3 separate regions of the Anas platyrhynchos genome follow, and regions 1 and 3 are each linked to region 2. A link is a contact called in public Hi-C data. All regions are on one chromosome and are shown on one strand. Each heading gives the region's core, a stretch centred on a gene start, on an enhancer-like site or on the middle of the called end of the contact. The rest is flanking DNA. Distances are from core to core; before and after follow the strand shown. Region 1 holds the start of CWC15 (CWC15 spliceosome associated protein homolog). Region 2 holds the start of FAM76B (family with sequence similarity 76 member B). Region 3 holds the start of SESN3 (sestrin 3).

Region 1 (4,160 bases), core at 1,381-3,880, 210 kb before region 2:
AGCTCGATGAAAACGATTTTAGGCTGACACATTTCAGCTAAATTCTAGGTGCCTGTGCTGCACTGACTCCAAATTTCACATCATCCTTCAGCAGAGCATCAACAATTTATTACAAATTTCATACAGAGGATAACATTTATGTAAAATCCTATTATCTTTCAGACTATTTAAAGCAACTGCCTCTTCTGGTACCTGCACAAACCACTTGCAGTGTTTAATATCAGCTCTTCCAACACCTGAGTGCTATTCCATGATTTCCCTGCCTCCTCTTAATGCTCCCCCCCCAGTGGTTCTCAGTCAAGACATAAAACACTTTCCTCCTTCTGAGACTTGCTCAGTCTGATCCTGCAAGTGACAGACCCTGAATGGCTCAGCTGTCTCCTTCCACTCCCAAAGCTTTTCTTTTCACTCCACTGCCTGAAACACTTGGTCTCCAAAGCTCATCTTCTGATGGCTCACTTCCATAACTGTACGTACCACTAAAATTAAACTTCTCAAACCTGCAAAACGTTCGGTCTCCTAAATCTGCTTTGGAGATGTGCAATTTCAGCCCACTCACTCAGCACTGCTGCACAGTATCTGGTCATAACAAAAAACAAACAAACAAACAAAAAACCCACCAAACATTCCTATCCTGTTTTCCCACAAGCCAGACCAAACACGCAGCACTTACCTGTATTTGATTTTAGTATGAGAGGGAAGGTCTCTGCTGGAATACTGCTTGGATAGCTGGCTTAAGTCTCCTTCGCCTTTTCCTCTTCCTCCTCTCGCAGGCTCAAACGTGGGCCTTGCTGCTGTCGTCATTTTGGTGGCTACAAAATCAAGGGCAAAAAGCAGCCATTACTAGAGCTTACAGGGAAAGGCACTCACCAGAAGCTGCTACATCGTTCCTGGAACTGTAGCAACGAATCTCTAACCGTCTCTTGGCACCTGACCCTTAAAATTTAAGGAGTTTCTTATAGACAGAATTTATTCAGATTTTCGAAAGAAAGTCTCTTCCAACATGACTGAAAGCTGACATACAGATGTAAATGAGAATGCAAAGTCATGTTTATACAGTAAATACAATGCCAGGAGCCAGTCTCCTCTCCTTAAGTCCTGGTGGTAAGGAAGTAACTGAACTCCTTCCCCTGGAAAAAGGACAGCCAAAAACTCCCTGCCTATTCAGAATGATTTCTCCTTCATTCCCCAAAGCGTATCTCGGGATTGCCACCACGAATGCTGGCTGACACAGCTCACAGCACGCCCAGGATGGTGCTGGTAATTCAGCAGTGATGATGGTCACACATCCTGTAGGCTCTAGCCCTTGCCCTGGCCCTGTCAGTTCTCCCGTGCAGGCACAGCACTGACACTGGTAACGTGGCAGAGTCCTGTGGGACTGCCCTGCACAGAGCTCCAGCTGGCCAGAGGAACTTTCTCAAGCACTAGGACTAATGTTTTCTCTGCAAGCACAAGGCTGATGGCTTCAACCATACATAAACCACGTACAAATAACAAAATAACCTGCTCAGGCAAAGGCATAAGTTTTCAGCAGCTCTTGTTTTAGAACCTGCAGGACCTCACCTACCACCAGCACGCCCTAAGAATGGAATAACGGGAGCCAAGAGCTGCAGCTGTGACAAAGGAGCAAAATAGGCTCTGAGCAGCCTTGGCCACACGAACTCGCTGTCAGCATGCAGCGCACTCAGGACACCACGGCCAGTACACAACCACTGCCTGGCTGCTCGATCAGTGCCACCTGAACTCTGTTACACAAAGCAGCACTTAATCCTGCTCCAGCAGGGCACGCAGTCCCACTCACCTCTGCCTACAGATACATCCGCAGGGATGCAGGAAGAGCCACAGGGTCAGGTGTTCAAGGCTGTCGAGAGAACAAATTTAAATCAGAGAAAACCAAGCAGATGATATTGTTCCACGTGCTGTTGTGATATTGCAAATAAAAGTTATTTGTGCTCCACTTGCACGAAGCACATGAGTTTGTTAAAAGTAAACAACGTATTTGTTGCTCACAGTGACGTCCCACCGCGCAGAACACACTGATACTAAAGCACTACGCAGAAAGCACAATTCACAGCATAAATAAAAATAAAAAAGGAGCCAGCAGCTGGCCAGGCTCCCTGCGAGCTGCTGACACCTTCCCAAACGCCATGCGAGCCGGCTGGGGCTCAGCACGGCCTCCACAAGACCTACAAAACCCCAACCCGGAGCCCCAACACCCCCTAAATCACCCCTTCTCCTTCCCGAGCCCTGCCCGCATTCACCTTGGCCTTAAAATCCCCAAACCCCACACCCGACCCCCAGGTTTTGGGACCGCAGCCCCGGAGCAGCCACCTCAGGGCCCACACAGCAAGGCAGCGCCGCCGCGCCGCCCATCAGCTCCCCGCCACCCCAAGCGACAACGAGGGGGCTTACCCCGATGTTAGGATGCCCCAGAGCCGTCCCAGAGCCCTCCTGGCCCCTCACAGCCCCTCACAGCCCCTCAGATTCCCCCTCACAGCCCGGCTCTAGGCCACCGCCGCCATCCCCCCGCCCTCCAGGCCCTACCATAGAGACGGCCCCGCCCGCCATCATGGCTGCCCAAAATGGCGCCGCGGCCTGCCCAGCCATGGCGCCCCCTGTCCTCGGCACTGGCCCTTTGCAGGCTGTTCCTCCTCTAGCACCCGGGTTCACAAATAAACAAAAAAAAGTGTAGAAACGAGTACGGGGGTGATAAAAACGCCCAGTTCTTCCCTTTGCGTAGCCGTGTGCATTGGCAGTGTTAGCCTCAGCCTGCAAGTCAGTAGCCCCCCCTTACAAATCCCCTCAAGCTGGTGTGTTTTCACTGCTGTCCCCTAAAAATCCCCTCAAATTGCTGTGTTTTCATTGCTGTTCTTCCCAAATTACCCTTAAACTAGTGTGTTTTCACTGCTGTACCCCCAAAATATCTTAAAACTGCTGTGTTTTCACTGCTTTCCCCCTCTCCTCCCCCCCCAGTCCACTCAAACTGGAGTGTTTTCATTGCTGTCCCCCCCAAATCCCCTCAAATTGGTATGTTTTCCCTGCTGTCCCCCCCCCCCCCCAAAAAAAAAAAAAAAAGCCAAAGTGTGAACGAATATTACTCAGTTATTAAACAGATTTTCTCTCTTGTGCTTGCCCTTGTTTTTAAATTGCATTTGGTTGCTAAGCCTTTGTGAATTGCATTAGGATATGTGAAGTAAAAGGTTCTCTGATGTATCTTGAGACCTTATTAATGTGTTAATGTGTTTAAATATCTGAGGGCAGTGTGTCAAGAGGATGGGGCTGGTCTCTTTCCAGCTGTGCCCAGTGACAGGATGAGAAGCAACGGGCACAAACTGAAACCCAGGAGGCTCCAACTCAATACAAGGGGGCACGTCTGTACCTTGAGGGTGACAGGGCACTGGGACAGGCTGCCCAGAGAGGCTGTGGGGTCTCCTTCTCTGGAGATATCCCAAACCCGCCTGGATGCCGTCCTGCACAACGTGCTCTAGGTGATCCTGCTCGGCAGGGGTTGGACTGGGTGATCTCCAGAGGTCCCTTCCAACCCCAGCCGTTCAGTGACTCTGTGATCTGCAAACTAACACGGAAACTCCTAAACTACTCTTCACCCAGCATGCAATTTAGAAGAGAGCCCGCAAGAGGTCCCCAAAGACATTGCGATGCAGAGAGCTACAGCAACTGATGTAAATGACACCCTGTGGGCAGCCAGCCATCAACGAAAGCACTTGGAAGAAGTGGGCCCTTGTTGTACAAGAAACCACGTCCTGTTCTTGGCTTGTGCGAGAAGAATTTATAAACCAGCTCCGAGTCACACTGAACCTCGAGGAAGTCTGTGTCGTTTCCATTTGGGTTGGAAGACACGTCTAGGAACAGCAGGAAACACTCCCAGTTGCGTACCCTGCCTCTGGGAATTTTGCTTTGATGCGTTTCTTCACTCTTTGTCTAAAGAGGTGCGAGGGATGTTTATTTACATTGTCTTCTATTATTTTTCGGGTTGATTATTTCTTCAGAGTTTGTCACCCGCAGTGTTGCTCCAGTCCACTTTCCCTTTGCATTTCCAGCACTTAGAAAATGACAGACTGGCAGCTATCCTTTTGGCTGGCAGCAAAGAAAATTTTCTTCTCCTTCTTGACAATGGTAGAAGTTATATATTGGTTATTTTA
Region 2 (3,772 bases), core at 908-3,407:
ACATCATTTACATTCACCAAATGCCTGACTACATACCAACAGCTGTTACGTTTCTCCACTAAGCTGAATTTCATCTAGCGTGCTTGATGTCAAGTATGAAGAAGTTACGGGCTTTTGTCTCCCAAACGAGATTATCCTGATACCTTCCCTGAACAAGTGTCTGCAGGGCACTCAGCTACAACGTTCATATATTAAAAAGTTTAATTTCTCTAACGGAACCCAGGCTGAAAATTCAAGATGGGCAAAATGCAAAGTAACAGGAATAAAGTAAATCTTTTCTACTCAGCAGCTTAAGATGATTAACGCGCATCTAAAAATTGAAGACTTACATAATATGAGCGATGTGGTATGATTAGATTTTCCCATTTACCACTCATTAAGAACACAGGCAGCTAATAGTCTTCCTGCTGTCAAGCGTGCATTCATGAGCATATGCAAAGGACTACTTTACATGCGTAAAGTGAATTAACATTGTTTTTGCTGTGAATAACTCCATTGCAGTTATTCATAACTGTTAAACCACACATAACCACAACGCCTTTAAGTCTGAAAAAACAGAAACTGTGAGCCGTAAAGGAAACAAAGAGCTGCCTGTAGTTTTCATCACCTTTCCAGAAGCTTTTGTTATTTGGTTCTGAAAGCTGTTTAATTATAGGAGGCAAATGGACCTAAGGTGTACTTTTAGAGATGGATGGATCTAACAGGAACTTTTAGAATTGAAAGATGGAAGGGCCTAAGGTGAACTTTTAGAAATGTGAGAGGGATGGACCTAACCTGAACTTTTAGAGCTGAGAGAGGGATGGATCTCACCTGAACTTTTAGAGCTACGAGGCGGCTGGACCTAACGTGACCGTTCAGAACCGAGAGCCTACTCACCGTTCCGAACTGCTTGACGTTCTGGGCACACTTCTTGCATATGGTGTTGGTTTTGCTAGAAATAAAAACATACAGATATTGAACCAGCCCCTGGTTACTCACTCACGCTCTGTCCGTGGGTGCTGATAGCAAGGACCAGGCACCCCAATGCCCCCCAGCCCCAGTACCTCTCCTGCTGGAACTCGGAGCGGCAGTAGGTGCACTTCACGACGGGGTGTGCGATGCGGCACTCCTAGGGGTGGAGAGAAAACACCGGGGTCAGCTCCTTCTGCTGGGACACACACCTGACCTCCCTTGATTCCTGGCCTCCCCTGGGTCTCAACCTCAGCCAGGTGCTGTTGTCCCCAGGATCCTGGCCTCCCCCTGCTCAACCTCTTTGGAGTCCTGGCCTCTCCCTGGTCCTGATCTGCCCTGGATCCTGGTCTCCTCCTGCTTGACCTCCCTTGAGTCCCAGCCTCCCCCTAACCTCAACCTCACCTGGGTGCTGTCCTTCCCTGGCTCCTGGCCTCCTCTGGGTCCCAACCTCCCCCTGGTCAGATTCCCTTGGGTCTGAACCTCCCCTGGGTGCTGTCCTCCCCTGAGTCCCAACATCTCCCTGGTCAGACTCCCTTGGGTCTCAACCTTCTCTGGGTGCCGGTCTGCCCTGGATCCTGGCTTCCCCTGGGTCCCAACCTCTCCCTGGCTGGACTCCCCCAGGTCTCAGCCTCACCCGGGTGCTGTCCTCCCCTGGATCCTGGCCTCCCCTGGGTACCAACCTCCTCCTGCCCAGCCTCCCCTGGGTCTCAACCTCACCCAGGTCCTGCCCTCCCCCTGCTCAACCTCTCAGAGTCCCGGCCTCCCCCTAACCTCAACCCCCCCTAAATCCTGGCTTCCCCCTGCCCACCCTCCCCTGGATCCCAACCTCTCCCTGGTCCTGATCTGCCCTGGATCCCGGTCTCCCTCAAGCCTCAGCCTCCCCCAGCTCCCAGCTCCCCCCTGACCCCCCTCCCTTGGGCCTCCCCCTCCCCTAGGCCTCCCCCCCCAGCCCCAACCCCTCCCCGCCTGCCCTCCCCCTGCCCGGCCTCCCCCCCACACACACACACCCAGTGGCCCCGGGCCTTCTCACCTTACACAGCTGCTGCCCCTGGGACAGCTCCTCGAAGGGGTAGCGCTGCGTGCACTTGGTGCAGGCGTACAGAGCCGGCCCGGCCGCCTGCGCCGCCGCCGCCGCCATCCGCGCCTCACCCGGCGGGGACGCGGGGCCCGCACCCGGACCGGGGTGGGGGGGGGCGGGAAGCCCGGGGGGCGGTGCCCCGCGGGGCTCGGCCTGCCATTGGCCGGGAGCCTCCGCCCTCGGTTCTCATTGGGCGGCGGGCACGCCGCTCAAGCGCGGCTCTGTGGCGTCCCTCAAGGCCGGCGGGGGGCGGGGCTTGCGGCGCCGTCCTGCCTGCCCATTGGTCGGTTCGGCCGTCGCTCAGCCCGCGCCCGGCTCACGGCCGCCGCATGGCCGCGGCGCCCTTAAAGGGACGGGCCCCGGGGGGAGGGGGGCCGCCCGCGCACAAAATGGCGGCGGCGGCGGGCGGGCGGCGGCAGCGCACGGTGAGGGCCGGGGGCGGGGAGGGGGCTGCGGGGGGCTGGGAGCCTGAAGGAGCCGCGGGGCTGCCCAAAAAGAGCTCTGGGGGGCGGCTGGGGGCTGTAACTAGTGATAAGTTCTCTCATCTTCACCCGTTTGTGGCTTTTTTTCCTGGATTTTCAGCGTTTTCCTGAGGTGAGCGCACCGTGGTGCGCCCCGCGGCAGGAGCAGCGTTAAATGGATCTTAACCTGGACTCTATTTCCGGAATTCTGTCGCGTTTTTCTTTCAGTCAGGAATATTTAGCAGTGATTCCTGAAGCAGCACGCGGAGCTGGCTTGGTTAAACGTGTAGCAAATGCATCTGGTGGCAGCTCCCACCTGTACAGCGGTGCTGTGGGGTTTATTTCAGGGGTTGCACTGACGGGATGCCACCGAAAGTTGTGCCCCTGGCCTCCATCCAGGTGATATTTGTAAGAAATGCAGCTAGCCAACACGCCTGTGTTTGCTTTACTCTGTAGTTTCTGCAGAAGCGTGTAGGCTTTCTCCTGGGGTCAGCCTGGTGCGGGCTAGGTAAGTGTCGCTTTTGCCAGTTTAAAAAGGAAAAAAAGGCCAAAAAAGGCAGCAGGTTTGGTTTTCTGTTTACTCTTTGTTTGTTTGTTTTACCTAGTTATTCTTAATTCTCCACAGACAACGTTTTCCATGTGAAAAATAGAGACCTATGAAAATTCAGGTCTGAGGCAGCCCTACGTTGATCCCAGACTGATCCCCATCTCTCAGCCCTGGGGACCATCAGATGCTTTTGTTTCTCACCCATAGCAGACCAATTTTGTTTCACACCAATAGCAGAGTGGTGTTAGAATCAATAGTTTCTGCCACTCGGTCTCACGTTGCTGCTGGTGATGCTCTGCTGCCTATTGCATGAGATGCTGTGCTTTGCTTCGTTCACTTTAACTTTGCTCTTTAATCTTATTCCTTATTCCACTCGCAGCGGTCCAGCACCTCGTAAGGCTGGTGTATCTGCAGGGCTGAGGTCCCTGCTAACAGCCTTTCCTTCCGTTCTGACATTACTCATTCTGTAAAGTTTGCTCTGTGTGGCTATGGAGCGTAAAACAGTGCCCGTATACACACAGACCTACTCAAAATATTTTTGTTAATATATTCTTAATAAGGCATTTGTTTTAATCAGCTTTTTGTAGTGGCCAAAGTACAAATGCAGCTATTCCAAGAAAAGCACTTGTGCTGTGTGGGAGATAACAAACGCAACGTATTGCTTTGCAGATAAAACAGAAACACTGCCTGAAAGGTTCAGGGTGCTTACGGTCTTCGTCTTCTTGTCTTTCTATG
Region 3 (4,170 bases), core at 35-2,534, 140 kb before region 2:
TTCAGCTGGGATTTCAGGATCTGCTGCTCAGGGCTCTGCTGAGGAGCAACTTTCCCAGCGGGGCTGGGTGCGGGGTGACCCCAACCAGCTCCCCCCAGCCCCTACAGCCACCGGGACCCCATAGGATGGGGTGTGGGGTAAAGAGTGGGGCAGGGCCCACCTGCGGCTACACCCCGGGGGCCCTGACAGCCCTACAGGCAGCTGGGGGCCCCCTCATTCACGGGGAGCCCCTAGACCTTGCCTGGGGGGGTTCCCCAGGCCTTCACCTAGGGGGTGCCCCCCAAATGCCTAGTGGGGTGCCCCCCCCAACGCCTGGTGGGGTCTGACTCTAGAAACTGGTGGGGTTCTGCCCCAAAGCTTAGCGGGGTCCTCCTCAAAGCCTAGTGGGGTCATTCCATAAAGAACAGCGGGGTCCCCCCCTAAGGAATAATGGGGTCATTCCATACAGATCAGTGGGGTCACCCCCTTAAAGCCTATTGGGGTCCTCCCCTGAACTCTACCAGGGCCCCCCCCATGCCTTGTGGAGTCTCCCCTTAAACCCTAATGGGGTCTTTCCCCCCAAATCCTATTGGGGTCCCCCCACAAAGACTATCGGGGTCTGCCCCCCAGGACCTAGCGGGGTCCTCCCCAACACCTAAGGGGGTCTCCCCCTACATCCTAGTGGGGCACAACCCCAGATCCTAATGGGGCAGAACCCCAAAATCCTAATGGGGCAGAAGCCCAGATCCTAGAGGGATCTCCCCCAAACCCTAACGGGCTCCCCCCCATACCTTAGTGGGGTCCACCCCCCAAGATCAGCGGGGTCCCACCCCAAATCCTAGTGGGGTCTCCCCCCCAAACCCTAACAGATTACCCCCAAACCCTTGTGGAGTGCCCAAATCCTTATGGGGGCTCCCCCAAACCCTAACGAGCTCCCCCAACCCCCCCTCACCCCCCACGCCCCCCATCCCCCTACCTGTCTGGGCACCTTGCGGCAGTTCCCGCACACCCGGTACTGCCCGGGGGCGGCGGCGGCTCCCCCCCCCGCTCCGCCGCCCGCCATGGCCGCGGCGCTGCCCCGCTTCATGCTGCCGGGGGGCGGCGGGGCGGGGGCGGACGCGCGGCGCTCAGCAGCGGGAGCAGCGCGAGCAGCGCGCGCAGGGCGAGCAGCAGCAGCAGCGCGCGCAGCAGCAGCAGCAGCAGCAGCAGGAGGAGCAGGAGGAGCGGGAGCAGCAGCAGCAGCAGCAGCGGGAGCCGCAGCCGCCGGCCGCCCCCATCGCCCGGCCGCGGCCCCCCAGCGCCCCGCCGCCGGGGCCGCTGCCCCCCGCGCACACCCCCCGCGCTCTCCGCCAATCGGCGCCGGCCGCTCCGCCCTCCTCCCGGCCGGCCGGCCAATGGGAAGAGGCGGCCGGGAGGCGACCAATGGGAGGAGGATTCGGCCCGTTGCCATCTCCGGGCAGCCTGAAGGGGAGAGGGGAGGGGCGAGGCCGCGTCTCCGGGCAGCGTTGGGGAAAAGGGGAGGGGCCCCGGGTGGGGGCGGGAACGGGGAGAGCCAATCAGGGAGGGGAGGGAGGGAGGGATGCAAATGAGGAGCGGGAGGCTCCGCCCCCAACCCGGGGCTGTGAGGGGGCGGCTGGGGGGGGGGGGAGGGTGAAGGGGGGGGAGGGGGGGAGGGTGAAGGGGGGGGACCTTGTCCGTGTGTCCCTGTCCCTGTCCCTGTGTCCGTCTGTGGGGTCAGACGGCTTTACCCGGCTCCACACTGCTGCACGGAGCTGTAGGGTGTCAGTAGGGGACAGGAGAAGCCGTCGTCTGTTGGGGTGGCTGGGGTGCAGACCCTTTTTGAGGCACAAACCCCCTTTTGGGGCACAAACCCCCTTTTGGGGCACAAATCCCTTCATGGAGCACAACCCCCTTTTGGGGCACAAACCCATTTGGGGGCACAAATCCCCTTTTGGGACACAAATTCCTTTTGAGGCACAAACCCACTTTGAGACACAAACCCCCTTTTAGGGCACAACCCCCCTTTTGGGGCACAAACCCCTTTTTGAGGTGCCAAACCCCTGTTGGCACAAATCCCTTTACACAGACTCCCCTTTTATGGCACAGACCCCTTTTGAGGCACAAACCCCCTTTTGGAGCACAAATCCCTTCATGGGCACAACCCCCTTTTGTGGCACAGACCCCCTTTCTGGGGTGCCAACCCCTTTTTGAGGCACCAACCCCCTTTTGGGACACAAACCCCTTTTAGGGCACAAATCCCTTTTGTGGCACAGACCCCTTTTGAGGCACAACCCCCCTTTTAGGGCACAACCCCCTTTTGGGTTGCCAACCTCTCCCATACATCGTGGCATTGCTGCAGTTCCCCTTCTTGTGGGCCCTTTGGGTTTGCAGGACGCGCACCGGGGTGTTCGCACCGGCAGTCCCGCTCAATGAAAGGCGATGCATTAAATACAGGGCACTGCGCAGAAAGATTATGGGAAGGGGGATTTCACTGTGTTATGGGAACCCAACACTACAGCCCGACAAAATTTCTGAGAGGATTTATGACATTGCGCGCGTTGTTTTCAAGGTTTCTCCTGGCAAAATAGCTGCTGGGGAGCTGCGAGCTGCGGTGTCTGCTTTCATCCACGGGAATACCTCCTGGTTGTACAGAACTGGAGGGCTAAAGAGGGCGCGATGAAATTAGCGATTCACATCCCCTCGGCTCAAGGAGATTGATTGAGCCCAGCTCGGGCTGTCTTCGAGAGCTCCCGAAAAGTTTCTCAGAGCAAACTCCTCCACCAGAAGCAAAGCCAACCCCACAGCAGCATCCTCTGCCCCTGCCACCAGCTTCTGAAGGAATCTGCACCCGGGTTGTGTTTCTGCTGTCTAGTCTGAATGCAGGGCTAAAATGGAACACCCATGACCCTAACTTTTGCAAAGTTTAGGAAACAAGCAGTGATACAACACAAGGGAGGAACACGCTTCCAGAGGAAGCAGGGATTTCTCCACCTTCTGAAGGAATTGGTGCATTTTGGGGGTTTTTGAATGAGTACCTACACTGTGTTGTGACACCAGCTGCGGCTGCGGTTGCCGTATTTCTGCCTGGACCTTCCTATGGAGAAAGCGGAGAGCTGTATGGTGCATCTCCACTGCCTTCCAGCAAGCTTCACACCCAGCTGCCGTCAGCTGAAAACCAAGCTGGTAAATCAGAAGATGCTGTGGGGATCAGCTGTGCCCTGGAAACGTCTGCCTGGCCACAGTGCACGTGCAGATGCTCCAGGAGTGCTCAGTAAATCCACACAGTTCTCCCCTAAGACATGACCCTGTTGTAAAAATGTGCAGTGCTTTCATTGTGTCCACACCTTAACACAAAAGCTGGATGCTTCTTGGTGGGATCGACAAGATCAGTGCTGTGAAACTGAACTATTTTCGCAGTGACTGTGTTTGCAATTCGCAGACCTCCAGCAGCTTGGACGGAGAGGAGATGAGGGGGCAGCTGCCATGCAGTAGCTCCGACTGGATTGCTACAGGACTGGAAATCCCGTATGAAATTAAAAGATCCTCAAATTTTGTTCAGAAAAAAAAAAAAAAAAAAAAAAAAAAAGGAGCAGAAAATGAGGGCACTAACTGCCTAACCCACTCTCCCCATCTGACTGCAGCTATAAAACACGGTGCGAGCGTCAGACGGGTGATTGGCACATGTCACAAGCCTCACATTTGATGGGTCCATGAATCATTCAGGAAAGCCATATGAAACGCGGGCAGATAGGAAAATGGATGTGGTTTCTCAAAGGCCGGGAAAGGCAGCACGTTCCCAGCACGTCGAGCAAGTGACAGCCCTGCGTTCATTACCATCAGGCTTACTGCACCCGCTTGGCATCGCTTGCGCTTGATTTGTGTTACGTTGTTAGAGGAAGCAGATGAAGTTTGTGCCCCGGCACTACGAAATGACTTCCCATCCTTAAAATTACGCATGCTAATTTGCCAAATGAGTGCTCGGGTAATTACCCGAGACAGTCAGATGCGATAGTCTGTGGAATTCTTCCTCGAGGGCGGGGGTGCACACCTTCTGACTCGCAGCCTTTAAAGCCCGTATAGATAAAGCACTCCAAATCATGTTTATCATAAGAAGCAATTACGGCCTGGCCCAGGAGAGCTGAGCTCCCTGACTTAACAGGCCATTTTCATATCTAATGTCTTTGATGCTTA

The links. Hi-C and Micro-C count contacts between places; a contact is called where the count stands out from the background.
Region 1: a Hi-C map of skeletal muscle shows a contact between it and region 2, with 4 times the contacts expected there. The contact joins the promoter of CWC15 here to the promoter of FAM76B in region 2. A contact is called at or near these places in 3 of 8 Hi-C or Micro-C datasets (liver, skeletal muscle and subcutaneous adipose tissue).
Region 3: a contact with region 2 is called in a Hi-C map of skeletal muscle, with 2.7 times the contacts expected there. The contact joins the promoter of SESN3 here to the promoter of FAM76B in region 2. A contact is called at or near these places in 3 of 8 Hi-C or Micro-C datasets (skeletal muscle and subcutaneous adipose tissue).

What each region holds. Positions count from the first base shown.
Region 1 is chr1:195,850,884-195,855,043 of IASCAAS_PekinDuck_T2T, reverse strand. CWC15 (CWC15 spliceosome associated protein homolog) reads right to left here and starts at 2,630. Exons shown (of 8, transcript XM_027467631.3): 1 at 2,545-2,630; 2 at 1,802-1,861; 3 at 674-812. The coding sequence starts at 804.
Region 2 is chr1:195,640,382-195,644,153 of IASCAAS_PekinDuck_T2T, reverse strand. It overlaps FAM76B (family with sequence similarity 76 member B), which reads right to left and starts at 2,157. Exons shown (of 10, transcript XM_027467682.3): 1 at 1,982-2,157; 2 at 1,044-1,108; 3 at 877-931. The coding sequence starts at 2,089. It overlaps CEP57 (centrosomal protein 57), which reads left to right and starts at 2,296. Exons shown (of 11, transcript XM_027467722.3): 1 at 2,296-2,454. The coding sequence starts at 2,359.
Region 3 is chr1:195,777,968-195,782,137 of IASCAAS_PekinDuck_T2T, reverse strand. It overlaps SESN3 (sestrin 3), which reads right to left and starts at 1,284. Exons shown (of 9, transcript XM_072032770.1): 1 at 956-1,284. The coding sequence starts at 1,066.